Regions from separate parts of the Mus musculus genome. Here all the other regions are linked to region 3. A link is a contact called in public Hi-C and promoter capture Hi-C data. All regions are on one chromosome and are shown on one strand. The core of a region is the stretch at or near the end of the contact, and the rest is flanking DNA. Distances in the headings are between cores, read along the strand shown.

Region 1 (3,425 bases), core at 495-2,994, 36 kb before region 3:
CAAGTTACAGAGCCTGAGGCAGGGTGTTTATACCTAGGAGTTCAAGGCCAGCTTGGGCAACACAGTGAAACACTGTATCAATAGATGGGTGGATGGACAGACAGACGGACAGATGGATGGATGGATTTACTGAATACAGTAACCACTCCATGAAACTATAATAAAGGCAGTGATGCTCTTGCTTTTACCAGAATTGGCTTTATCATTGGCTCCTATCATTCTCTCCAGGCACACCAGCCATTCCAGAATCTTCACTTTCTGCTAATATTATTTTGAATGTTATGACCCCTGTGCGGATACTTAGGTGTTGATGACTCTTTCTTGGCATCAGTAGGTAGCCAGGGTGATGTCTTTAAGCAAAACAGAATCAAAGATTGATGAGAAGTGGGGACCGAACCCATTGAAGTCTGTAAGGTCTGGGCAGGCCTGTAATCCCACCCACCATTCAGTTGGCAGAGACAGAAAGATTCAGACTTTAAGGCCAAACCTAGTGATGGGGGTGGGGAACCTACCTCAAAAAAAAAAAACAGAACAAAAAAGAATTCAAACAAAACAAAGTAACTGGTGGCCAGAACATCTTCCCGGATAAGTGGCATTCTAAACTCTTTAGGATAAGATTCTAAACAAGCATCACATTGTCCACACCGGCAAACATTCAGGATGGTCGAGTCCGCCAACTGTTTGTTATGTCTCAAAGGCTGACAATCAGTGAAACCTAAACTCCCCAACAGATGTGTTTCATCTCCAGCACACACTCCTTTCTAATGCTGTTAAATCACCTCCCTGTCTGACCCTACTGACTGCTTTAAAGTAAACAGAGGTTTATTAAGGGAGTCATCCCAGAAGTGGATCAAAACATGTATTTATAAACAAGCGGGAAAAAAATAGGTCTTTCCAAAATGTCTCAGGAAGAAAATTATTTAATCTTAATTATTTATTTACATGCACAAATATTTGCACTTCAAGCACCTGAAAGGGACTGTAGACAAAACCTCGGATTTATAAAGGTGACAACTTATTATAAAACACAGTCCGCCTTAAACTCTTCTTCTAGCATCCCACATAATCAGTAATACCTGGCTCATTCTCGAAACATCGTGTGGGTAGCCCCGACTGGGACTGGGCACAGACAGAGAAAGGGAGAATGAGAACGCGAAGTTGCTGGTGAGGATAAAAAACGGAACAGTCCGAGAAGTCTGCAGTTTGTTTTGCTTTTCTAAAAGGCCAATGATCCCCCCGCCCCATCTTCTCTATCCCCAATACATGTATTTATCTATCTTTCTGTCACAGCTCTAAACTCCTCCATCTACTTCTGACCACATCCACGAATTCCGGGAGAACTAGTGTGTCCTGGCCGCAGGTGGAGAGGATGCACTCTGAGGCTAGAAGCCGGGCACTACAAGTTCTCCCTGACAGGGATAAGGGGTGATAGGGTGAAGGGAGCGGAGGACCGAGAGTCCCCTCAGCATATCACCAACAGCATCACCAAGACAGCAGCAGTCCCTGGCGGACCTGAAAAGTGGCCGGATCTCAGAGCCACACGAAAGGCTCGTCCCCAAAATGCGCCGACTTCCCCTCCCCTAAACTCGCCTCCAGGCGATCAGATTCCTCACACTCACCCGTCCGCGCTCCAGCTTTAGCAGCAACTCGGAGAATGCCGCCCACCTCTGACAACCATAGAGACGCAAATGCCGGGGAGCCCCGCTCTGCGTCCTCCGCCCACTCTCACGTGACTCCCTTAGCCGCTGGGCCTGCCGGGATCTTGATGAAACGTAGCAGGGAGGAACCGAGTTGGGGAAAATGGGGCGGGGCGGAGAGGCAACCCCGCCCTTCTCTGGGGCCCGCCCACACTTCGGATCCCGCCCCGAGTCAAGACTCCGCCCTCGCCTGGGGGCCCGCCCTGTCCTCAGCCCCGCCCACACGTCGGTGCCACGCCCTCGCTGTTTAGGCGGGAATGCCGGCAGATTTGCAAAATCCCTCCTGCATTCCATTGCTGATTTTGTTTCTCTGCTGTCAAAGTCCACCTCTCCTGTGCCTCTTTCTAGTTAAACCCTGCTCTTCCGTAAGTGGGAAATTGATAACGAGGTTCTTCCCACCAGTCTAGAGGCTCACACTGGTTTTATTTTAGGAACATCTTTTATTTATTCTTTGACAGTTTCGTAAGATATAATGTATCTTAATCTTATCCACCTCCAGTTCTCCACGTTCACTCCTTCCAGGAAGTCCCCGCTAGTCTCCCAACACTTGGAACTTAGAGGCTAGTGTGGTTTACTTAGACCTGTGTCAAATTATGAAACAGAGGAGCTCAGCAGGTAAGGGCTCTTACTACCAAACCAGATAACCCGTATTTGAGTCCCAGGACACTTATGGTGGAAGGAGAGAACTGACTGATGCAAGTTGTCTCCTAACCTTCAGAACCATGCTGCGGAACACACATACCTGCATGCATACATACATACATACATACATACATACATACATACATGAAAAAAGGGAAGGAGAAAAGAGCGAATAAAAGTCTTCTCTTGGGACACACATCTTGTTATCTCTGAAACTTGTAAATTTCACATTGCATCGTAAATACCATAGAACACTTTGGAGGCTCACGGGATAAATTAACTCTTTATTTGAATAAGGAAAAGAGAAAAAAAATCATCAATATATAAATTGTTGAATAAAATTTTCAGCCAGATGTGGTGGCATAGAACTGTAATCCCAGAATCTGAGAGATAGAGGCAGTAGGATCAGGAGTTCAAAGCCATACTTAGTTACATAGTGAGTTTGAGGCTAGTGTGGGCTCTATAAGATCCTGTCTGAAAAACCAAGCCAAACATAAAAATCCATCAAGATCAAGGAAGACAATGATTAAGTTGGGCATGTTGGTATATGACTATAACCCCTGTAGAGACGGAGGCAGGAGGATCAGGAATTGTCTTTAGGTTGTCCTCAGCTACATAAATAGCAAATTTTTCCCTTACCTCCATCCATGTACCATAGCAAATGTGTCACCCCACACACATACTCACACACATAATAATATGTAAATAAATATAAGAAGAAATATCCAGGTATCCCTCCCCTGCCCCACACCAGTAGTTCCCATGCCATGTTGATAATCAAATGCCTCACACTTAACTGGAGAGATTTTTGGTTTAGGTTTTTATTTGAGACAGTTCTTTTTATATAGGCTAGGGTACCCATGCTGTTCTCAAACTCATGGTAATCCTCCTGCCTTGGCCTCCAAAGTGCAGGGGTTGTGGGCATGCACTACTATGCCTGGCTCAGGGTAAAATAACACAGATTCCTGGATCCTAAGATACACTCACTGGACTAGAACGGTGCTCAGAAATCTGGATCTTCATAGTCCCATGTGATTTCCATGTAGGTGTTGAATGGGAAAAGAAATGGATTTGGGTCTTTTTTTC
Region 2 (3,490 bases), core at 232-2,731, 49 kb after region 3:
TGAGTGGCTCTTAATAAGAAACAGCTCGGAAGTCTAAGAAAGTAGAGGAACTGCAGGTTTCCTTTGTTACACCACATTCAACGAACCATTGCTAGGAACTTAGTTTCTTGTGTAGTGGTTCTCAACCCTCCTAATGTTGTGACCCCTTAATACATTTCCTCATACTGTGGTGACCTTAAACCATAACACTGTTTTTGTTGCTATCTCATATCTGTAATTTTACCACTGCTTTGAATCATAATGTAAATACCTGTGTTTTAGGATAGCCTTGGGAAACTCTTGTGAAAAAAACTTTTGACGCAAAGGGTCGCGACCCATCGGTTGAGAAACCTTGTCCTGTGGCAAGTCGTGTTTTCAAGAGAAAGTTGAGTGAGGTCAGTCCAAGCCAGGCATGATGGTTCATGCTTGTGATCATAGCACTCAGGAGGCTGAGGCAGGACGATCATAAGTTCAAGGCTAGCCTCAGGATGTAGTATGACTTAATCTCAACAAAAATCCGAAGTACTACAACAAAACAACAACAACAACAAAAAGGGTAATTCTACGCTGGGTGTGATGGTCCATACCTATAACCCCCAGCACTGGGGATGGTGAGGTTGGAGGTGAGTTTGAGGTCATCCTGGGCTACATAGAGCATTGCCGGTCAGGCTGGGCAACATAATGACAGTCCCCCGTATCCCCGACCCCCCCGCAAAAAAAAGTTATTCTCAACTGTGTTCTACTTGCTATCTTAGCAAAATTATGAAACTTGGTTCATCTTTACATGGCTTTATTACATTGCTGGCGTCTTCTGTTTTTGTAGTTTATTTTAAAAGGGAGACCAAGGTCAAACATGGTAACGAACAGTGTTGCTTTTAGAGAGGAATGCGGATCTAAGGGTGCTGGGGAAAAGAATCAGATGTTTCAATTGTGTAGCGTTCTGTTCATTCAGCCCAATGGCAGGTACTCATCCTGGGAGTTTGAAGCTACAACCATTCTACCTAATACCATGCTACACAGCACTGCCATTGGATAACTTTACAATTCAGGGTTAGTCTCGGCACATCCAAATGCTATCTGTTATGGATGCTAACTTTAGACATGCGGTCGAGAGTTGTAGCCAACCTCCTTAAAATGACCAGTTGGGTGCTTAGGCAGACAACTTAGAACACTCAGAACTCAACTCGGAACAAGCTCTGCACAGGTATCTATTTCCCCTAGCTCTCTTATCAAGTCACTTGGTAAAGATTAGCCAAATCGAACGGGCAATCCCTTACTGCTCCATTCCCAGAGGCTCGAACGCCAGAGACCGGTCCCCTAGAATTTGCCCGTAAGGTAACTCTGGAAGTGACAGACAGCCCGAAGCCGGGATTCTCCCGCCTTTTGATTGGACTTTGCAGGAAGCCCCGCCTCAGAGGCTTGACTCAGGACTGCAATTGGCCTAGTGAGGCTGAGTGGCGGGTCTTGGCCACGCCCCTGCCGTCCGCTGCGCTGCCTGGGCCAGCGCCGTTTCCAGTTGAGAGATGGCGGCCGCCGCAGGTAGATCGCTCCTGCTGCTGCTCTGCTCCCGGGGCGGCGGCGGGGGCGCCGGCGGCTGCGGAGCGCTGACTGCCGGCTGCTTTCCCGGGCTGGGCGTCAGCCGCCACCGGCCGCACCAGCAGCACCGGACGGTGAGCGAGCGCGGCTCCGGGGAGGGCGGGGCGGCGTGGGGAGCCGCGGGCAGGCCGGGGCGCCCGGCGACTTCCCTCAACTCGCGGCCGCCCCGGGGTGGCGGGCCACCGAGCCGCCGTGTCCTTCAGCGCCTGCGGCGGCGGCGGAGAAGGCAGGGCGGGCGGGAGGCAGGAGAGGAGGAGGAGGGGCGACAGCAGGGATGTTCCCGCAGGACTGGGGACGCCAGGGCGGGGAAGGCACGGGACTTGAACCTCTCCCTGACCCGCCTCCGGGCTCGGTCCCTCCTTCCGTCGTTTCTGACAGCTTTGCTCCAATGCTCCCGAACTGAGCCCGGTGCAAGTTGTCCCCTTCTCACCTCCTCTGGGCGGGTTGGAGCGTCCGGAGTTGCCGCGGTTGCCGGTGTGTCAGGAGAGTGGCAGTGCCATGCTGCTGGGAACTGTCCCCGGAGAGCACCCCGGGACCCCAGGAGGCTGCTGCCTCGCCCTCTCCCGGCCCCCTAGGAACACGCAGGGAGGAAAATCAAACTTTATCCTTCTCTGATCAGGTCCCCTGCCTGTGCGTGTTCTGCTTCCTCGAGGTGGATGCTGCATTGCTTCAGGAGGCAAACACCATCCCCTCGGGTTCTTAAAGATCCCGGTGGTCCCTTCCGAGGGTTGTGCACGCGTGCCCAAAGGAAGGGCAGCAGGCACAAGAGAGGCGGCATGGCAAGTTGTTCACAGAGGGAGAGATTTAGTGATTCCATTAATCAGTTCTTGCCGGGTTTCATTGCTTGGCAAAGAAGGAATTCTGTCAGTAGCCCAGGGGCGTGTGTATGTGTAGTGTTGGCGGTATGGTACCTGAGCTTGGCATGGAGTTCTTGACCTAACAGGTCAGCAGGTTCCCTTCCTTTGGACTTTCGAGGCCCATATGTGTTGGTCTCTGGCCAACTCTTGAGAGAACAAGTGTAGGTTTAATTTCATAAGGTGAACTTGTGTAGTGTGATGAGAAGGCTCACTGCAGCTGGCCCAATAGAGAAGGTGCTGCCTTCAGCCCGTGCATCATGATCTGTCTTGTTCTGTTTCCCTGTCTCCTAAGAGGAAAGGACTAGAGCTTTGCAGAGAGGATAGCCCTAGACCTGTGGTAGCATAAAATTGTGGGAACGCACTATGAAAAGAACCGAGGCGCTGAGAATACAAGATAGTATTGCTATTATTAGTGGTAGTGATGGACCTGAGCTTCCTTCTTGTGAGAAGATTGTACTTTTTCATATTTGGCATACTGACATTGCTTTGCTAAAGCTTTTGGGTGAGAGCCGAGTTTTTCTATAGTTCAATTCTGATTTGCATGTATGATAGCCTCCAGTTATGTTCTCTGAAAGACATACAGGCCACCCCCAAAATGTGATGGCAGTCTTTTCCCTCTGAACTATTGGAAAATTTCCCGAGCTATCTTTGTTTTCCAATGAAGCATCCTCCGATTTTGCAGTTTGTTCTTAATACTGTTTGGGTGTGGTATTCAAGTGGTGTTTGAAAATGTGTGCCTCAGATGCACCGGTCTCTGTGTGTGTCTTCCTTGTAGAGCTACTTCAGACAATATTCTTCTGTGCTATTCTGGGGTGGGTAAAAGTGATGAACTGAATCTGTAACTGAAAGCACAATTAAAAATGAAGTGTTATTTTTGAAGGGCAGAAGTGTTGTCATGGAAATGGTGACTTGTAAATGAACTTAGGAGTCCAAGGTTTGAAAAGAGGTGAACGTGCTTGTTTCAACACGTAGAAGCAGATTCTGAATTTCTGTTCCAGTTGCTCTAAAGCCATCATGAAGGTACCCCCATCCGATTTTCTATGATTCTTCATGTGGCA
Region 3 (3,395 bases), core at 337-2,836:
TGTGGATGCTGCGCTTTCCCCCTGGCTCTCACTGTTTGACCAGCCTGTACATTTTACCTCGGTTGCTGATTTGCATTCTGATTTCCTCCTTGAGGAATGGAATCCTAGCTTGAGCCCTGGCCTGGGGTGTCTGACGGGAGGGCATGCTGTTTAGTCAGGCACTTGGCACTCCCTTCTCCCTGGGAACAGGTCCAACCTTTGTATCCCCAAGTGAAGGCTGGGTTTTACTTCCTCTTAGCAGAACCTAAACCAGACTTCACCTCACTTGCCTCAAAAGGTTGAGTCAGGGGGATTGTAGATTGAAGACCAGACTCAAATATAGAGATAGTGAAACTCTATCTCAAAAAAAAAAAAAAAATCCAAAACAACAGACACCTGGAGTGGTCACATATGCCTGTAATTCCCACACTCAAGAGGCTAAGACAAGAGAATTAGACATTTGAGGACTGAGCCTACACAGCAAGAACTTGCCTCACAAAATAAAACAAGCATACAAAACCAAAATAACCTAGCAAACTCCTACTATTCTTATTTAATTGAGTCAGCTTGGCAAACAGGCCTTCTATGGGGTAACAAATTTTAAAAGAACAGTGGTTCACATCTGTAATCTCAGCACTCAGAGGAGAAGGCAGAGAGAGGGACTTAGAATTCAAGGCTGGGCTATACTGCATAACAAGTTCCAGGCCAGACTAAAAAACCAAACCAAACCAAAACCAAAAGGAAGGAGACCGGTAAGGTTGCTTAGCAGGTGAGAAACACACAGACTGCCAAGCCAGACAACCCGAGTTTGATCCCAGAACCTGTGTGCTGGAAGGAAGGAAGAGATGCCCACAAATCGTTTTCTGATCTCTCTGTGCACATTGGGCATACATGTGTAAGAATGTACACTCTCATGCTTATCATGGAACACATATGCATATACATACATACACATATGCACATGCACACTGTGGCACACATTTATGTGCACACATATACATGGTGACACACGTGTGTGCACATACTTACACATGTGAACACACATGTGCACCATGACACACATACTCACACACTCATGAACACTGTGCCACACATGCATGTACCCATGTGTGCATGCACACACACACACACACACACACACACACACACACACACTGTAAAACAAAACAAACCCAAACCCCCAAATCCTGCTGTTTATTAGTAGTCATTTCCTAGTAAAATAGGAAAAAAAAAAGTGATTTTTTTTTTTAGAAAGGCATGCCGTGGAGGTTAGATTTGAGAGTGTGCCAGCTTTGTTACAGAGTCCCATGCTTGATCCCCACACTAGATTCCACATTAGTACCAGCCATTTAAAATGGAACACTATGATCTGGACTGAGGCTTCCCTCATTGGGCGTGGCCCTGCTGGTGGTCAGGTGGCTGTGAGCAGTGGCCATTGTCCTTCTCAAGACTGGCCATATATATGTGTAAGCTCTCCCTTCAGACCTGGGGTAGTGGCAACAGCTTTTCATGTGTGGAGCCCCGAACTGCTTCCCCATCATTTGTGGTTCCCCTGCAGCTTATAAATGGTCTCTCCTCAAGTTATCCTATTTTGAGTGAGCCATCTGTTTCCTGTCGGTATCCTTGACTAATACGACAGTTACTATGTACGAATGCTGAGCTCCAGTCAGCAAAGACAATAGCAATGCCTCCTTTGTGGGGAATCACATATCAGCCAGCTTCTGATTACCTTGGGGTCAGGTCTGTCAAGCTGCCTGAGTATGTGTGTCTTTCTGGTTGTCATTACTTACAATAAAGGGAAGCACGTGTGCCTGCAAGTGTGCATGTGTACCCTTGCTGTGACTAGGAGCCGAGGAAACCCTTGGAGCGGGAACCGTTGTAGATGTCCCCAGCTTTCTCACGCTTTGCTTTCATTTCTTCAGCTAATTTGTATTAAGAGCCTAAGTCTATCTGCACAGCCATTGAGGACTGCAGCACAGTTCACACTAGCTGAATTAGGGAACTCACCCATGTGCCCAGCAGCAGAGGGATGGAGAAAGTGTGCGGTGTATACGTAATGGATATTTCCATCCATAAAAAGTAAAGTTATGACATTTGCAAGAAAATAAATGAAAGTAGAGATAGACATGAAGTGACGTCAGTGTCAGAAGACAAATAATGAACGTTTTCTCTCATTTGTGGGGCCTAGGCTTTATAGATACATACAACTACGTGCACACACACACACACACACACACACAACGATACAGAGAGACAGAAAGACAGAAAGAGAGAGAGAGAGAGACAGACACACAGACAGAGATTGATACACAGAGACAGAAAGGGAGAGAGACACAGAGAGAGACAGACACAGTGACATATAGACACACAGAGAGAGAGAGAGAGAGAGAGAGAGAGAGAGAGAGAGAGAGAGAGAGAACAGGTAGGCACACAGACAGACAGAGACACAAACAGAGAGACAGAAAGAAAGAGGCAGAGACAGACTGACAGACAGACAGATAGAACATGAAAATAGAAACAAACCCCTAATAAACAAAAGGACTAGAGGGAGGAGGAAAAGGGATAAGGGGAAAGGCAGTCAGGGGAGGAATATTTTCTAAGTATACAGTATATGTGTGTGGTCATGGCCTTAAATAACCTAGTCTAACATAAATTTTTACAAAGGGAAAAGTACCCAGGAGCTGAAGATATATTAGCTCCCTATGGCTATGTTCTAGGCGTGGTATTATGTCCTGGCAGGGGGCAGGGAGAGGCTGATGCACAGACTTGATGGACAGGACCAGTTGCTCATAAACAATCCCACAGAACTTAAGAAGGCTTTTACTGAGGTTTCTTTTGTTTTGTTTTGTTGAGAAGGGCCATGAGAACACTGGGAAGAAGTTATTAACTAATATAACAAACATAAAATCATCAGCCAGGTATAACGAAATACTGTTCCAACAGAATGATTAGATGATAGGCATATAACTGCCTCCTATGTGTCCTTTCCTGCAGGGCCTCCTGGAGGGATACATCCACCCACGAATGAGCTAAGCCAGGAAGCAGAGTTACAGGGAATGGGAGCTATAACCCAGAGGGAATGTGAAGAGACTCTCCAGCAAGCCCATGAGGACACAACCAGCAAGAGCCAGCAAGAACCAAACAGAAACCATGGAGGGTTCCAAAGGAAATGCCATTAGAAGGCTTGTGTCACAGTGCAGTGCTTGCCTAAGAAGTATCCCTGGAAGATTAAAAATAGGCAAGCAGTAACGTAATGGACAGAGAAGCCAGGTCAGGTAAAACCAAAACAAAACCTAAGGAAATTTCAATAAAATATGAGCTGTAGTTAGTCACAATGTGCCAGCATGGGGTCACCAGTTACAGTAAATATAATGCATGTTACTCGCCAGGGAGCCTGGATATGGAGTAGATGAGGG

The links. Promoter capture Hi-C pulls out the DNA fragments that hold promoters and counts their contacts. A called contact is a pair of places that touch in the nucleus more often than the background predicts.
Region 1: a contact with region 3 is called in a Hi-C map of pre-megakaryocyte-erythroid progenitors, with 2.6 times the contacts expected there. The contact joins the promoter of Micu1 here to the enhancer-like site in region 3. A contact is called at or near these places in 5 of 39 promoter capture datasets (the 3T3-L1 cell line, 3T3-L1-derived adipocytes, the HPC-7 cell line and 2 more), 1 of 15 datasets of contacts at CTCF or cohesin (the NIH/3T3 cell line), 7 of 484 Hi-C or Micro-C datasets (the C2C12 cell line, the G1E-ER4 cell line, cortical neurons and 4 more), 5 of 115 datasets of contacts at active chromatin or transcription factors (the HPC-7 cell line, embryonic stem cells, intestinal villus epithelium and 1 more) and 2 of 9 other capture datasets (adipose tissue and pancreatic islet).
Region 2: a promoter capture Hi-C map of hippocampal neurons shows a contact between it and region 3, with 2.2 times the contacts expected there. The contact joins the promoter of Mcu here to the enhancer-like site in region 3. A contact is called at or near these places in 2 of 39 promoter capture datasets (3T3-L1-derived adipocytes and hippocampal neurons), 1 of 15 datasets of contacts at CTCF or cohesin (the NIH/3T3 cell line), 4 of 484 Hi-C or Micro-C datasets (cerebellar granule neurons, embryonic stem cells, forebrain and 1 more), 5 of 115 datasets of contacts at active chromatin or transcription factors (embryonic stem cells, intestinal crypt epithelium, intestinal villus epithelium and 1 more) and 1 of 9 other capture datasets (adipose tissue).

What each region holds. Positions count from the first base shown.
Region 1 is chr10:59,700,882-59,704,306 of GRCm38.p6, reverse strand. Micu1 (mitochondrial calcium uptake 1) reads right to left here and starts at 1,744. Exons shown (of 12, transcript NM_144822.3): 1 at 1,620-1,744.
Region 2 is chr10:59,614,683-59,618,172 of GRCm38.p6, reverse strand. Mcu (mitochondrial calcium uniporter) reads left to right here and starts at 1,481. Exons shown (of 8, transcript NM_001033259.4): 1 at 1,481-1,649. The coding sequence starts at 1,503.
Region 3 is chr10:59,664,297-59,667,691 of GRCm38.p6, reverse strand. It overlaps Gm40672 (a long non-coding RNA gene), which reads left to right. Exons shown (of 3, transcript XR_871746.1): 3 at 2,974-3,138. Among named protein-coding and RNA genes, the nearest start is that of Gm40672, 21 kb to the left of the region's middle. Within about 2 kb of position 1,586, at least 29 of the 459 cell types and tissues checked have an H3K27ac peak or open chromatin away from gene starts, as enhancers often do. A contact at or near this core is called in the HPC-7 cell line, granulocyte-monocyte progenitors, hippocampal neurons and 1 more, where this site is marked.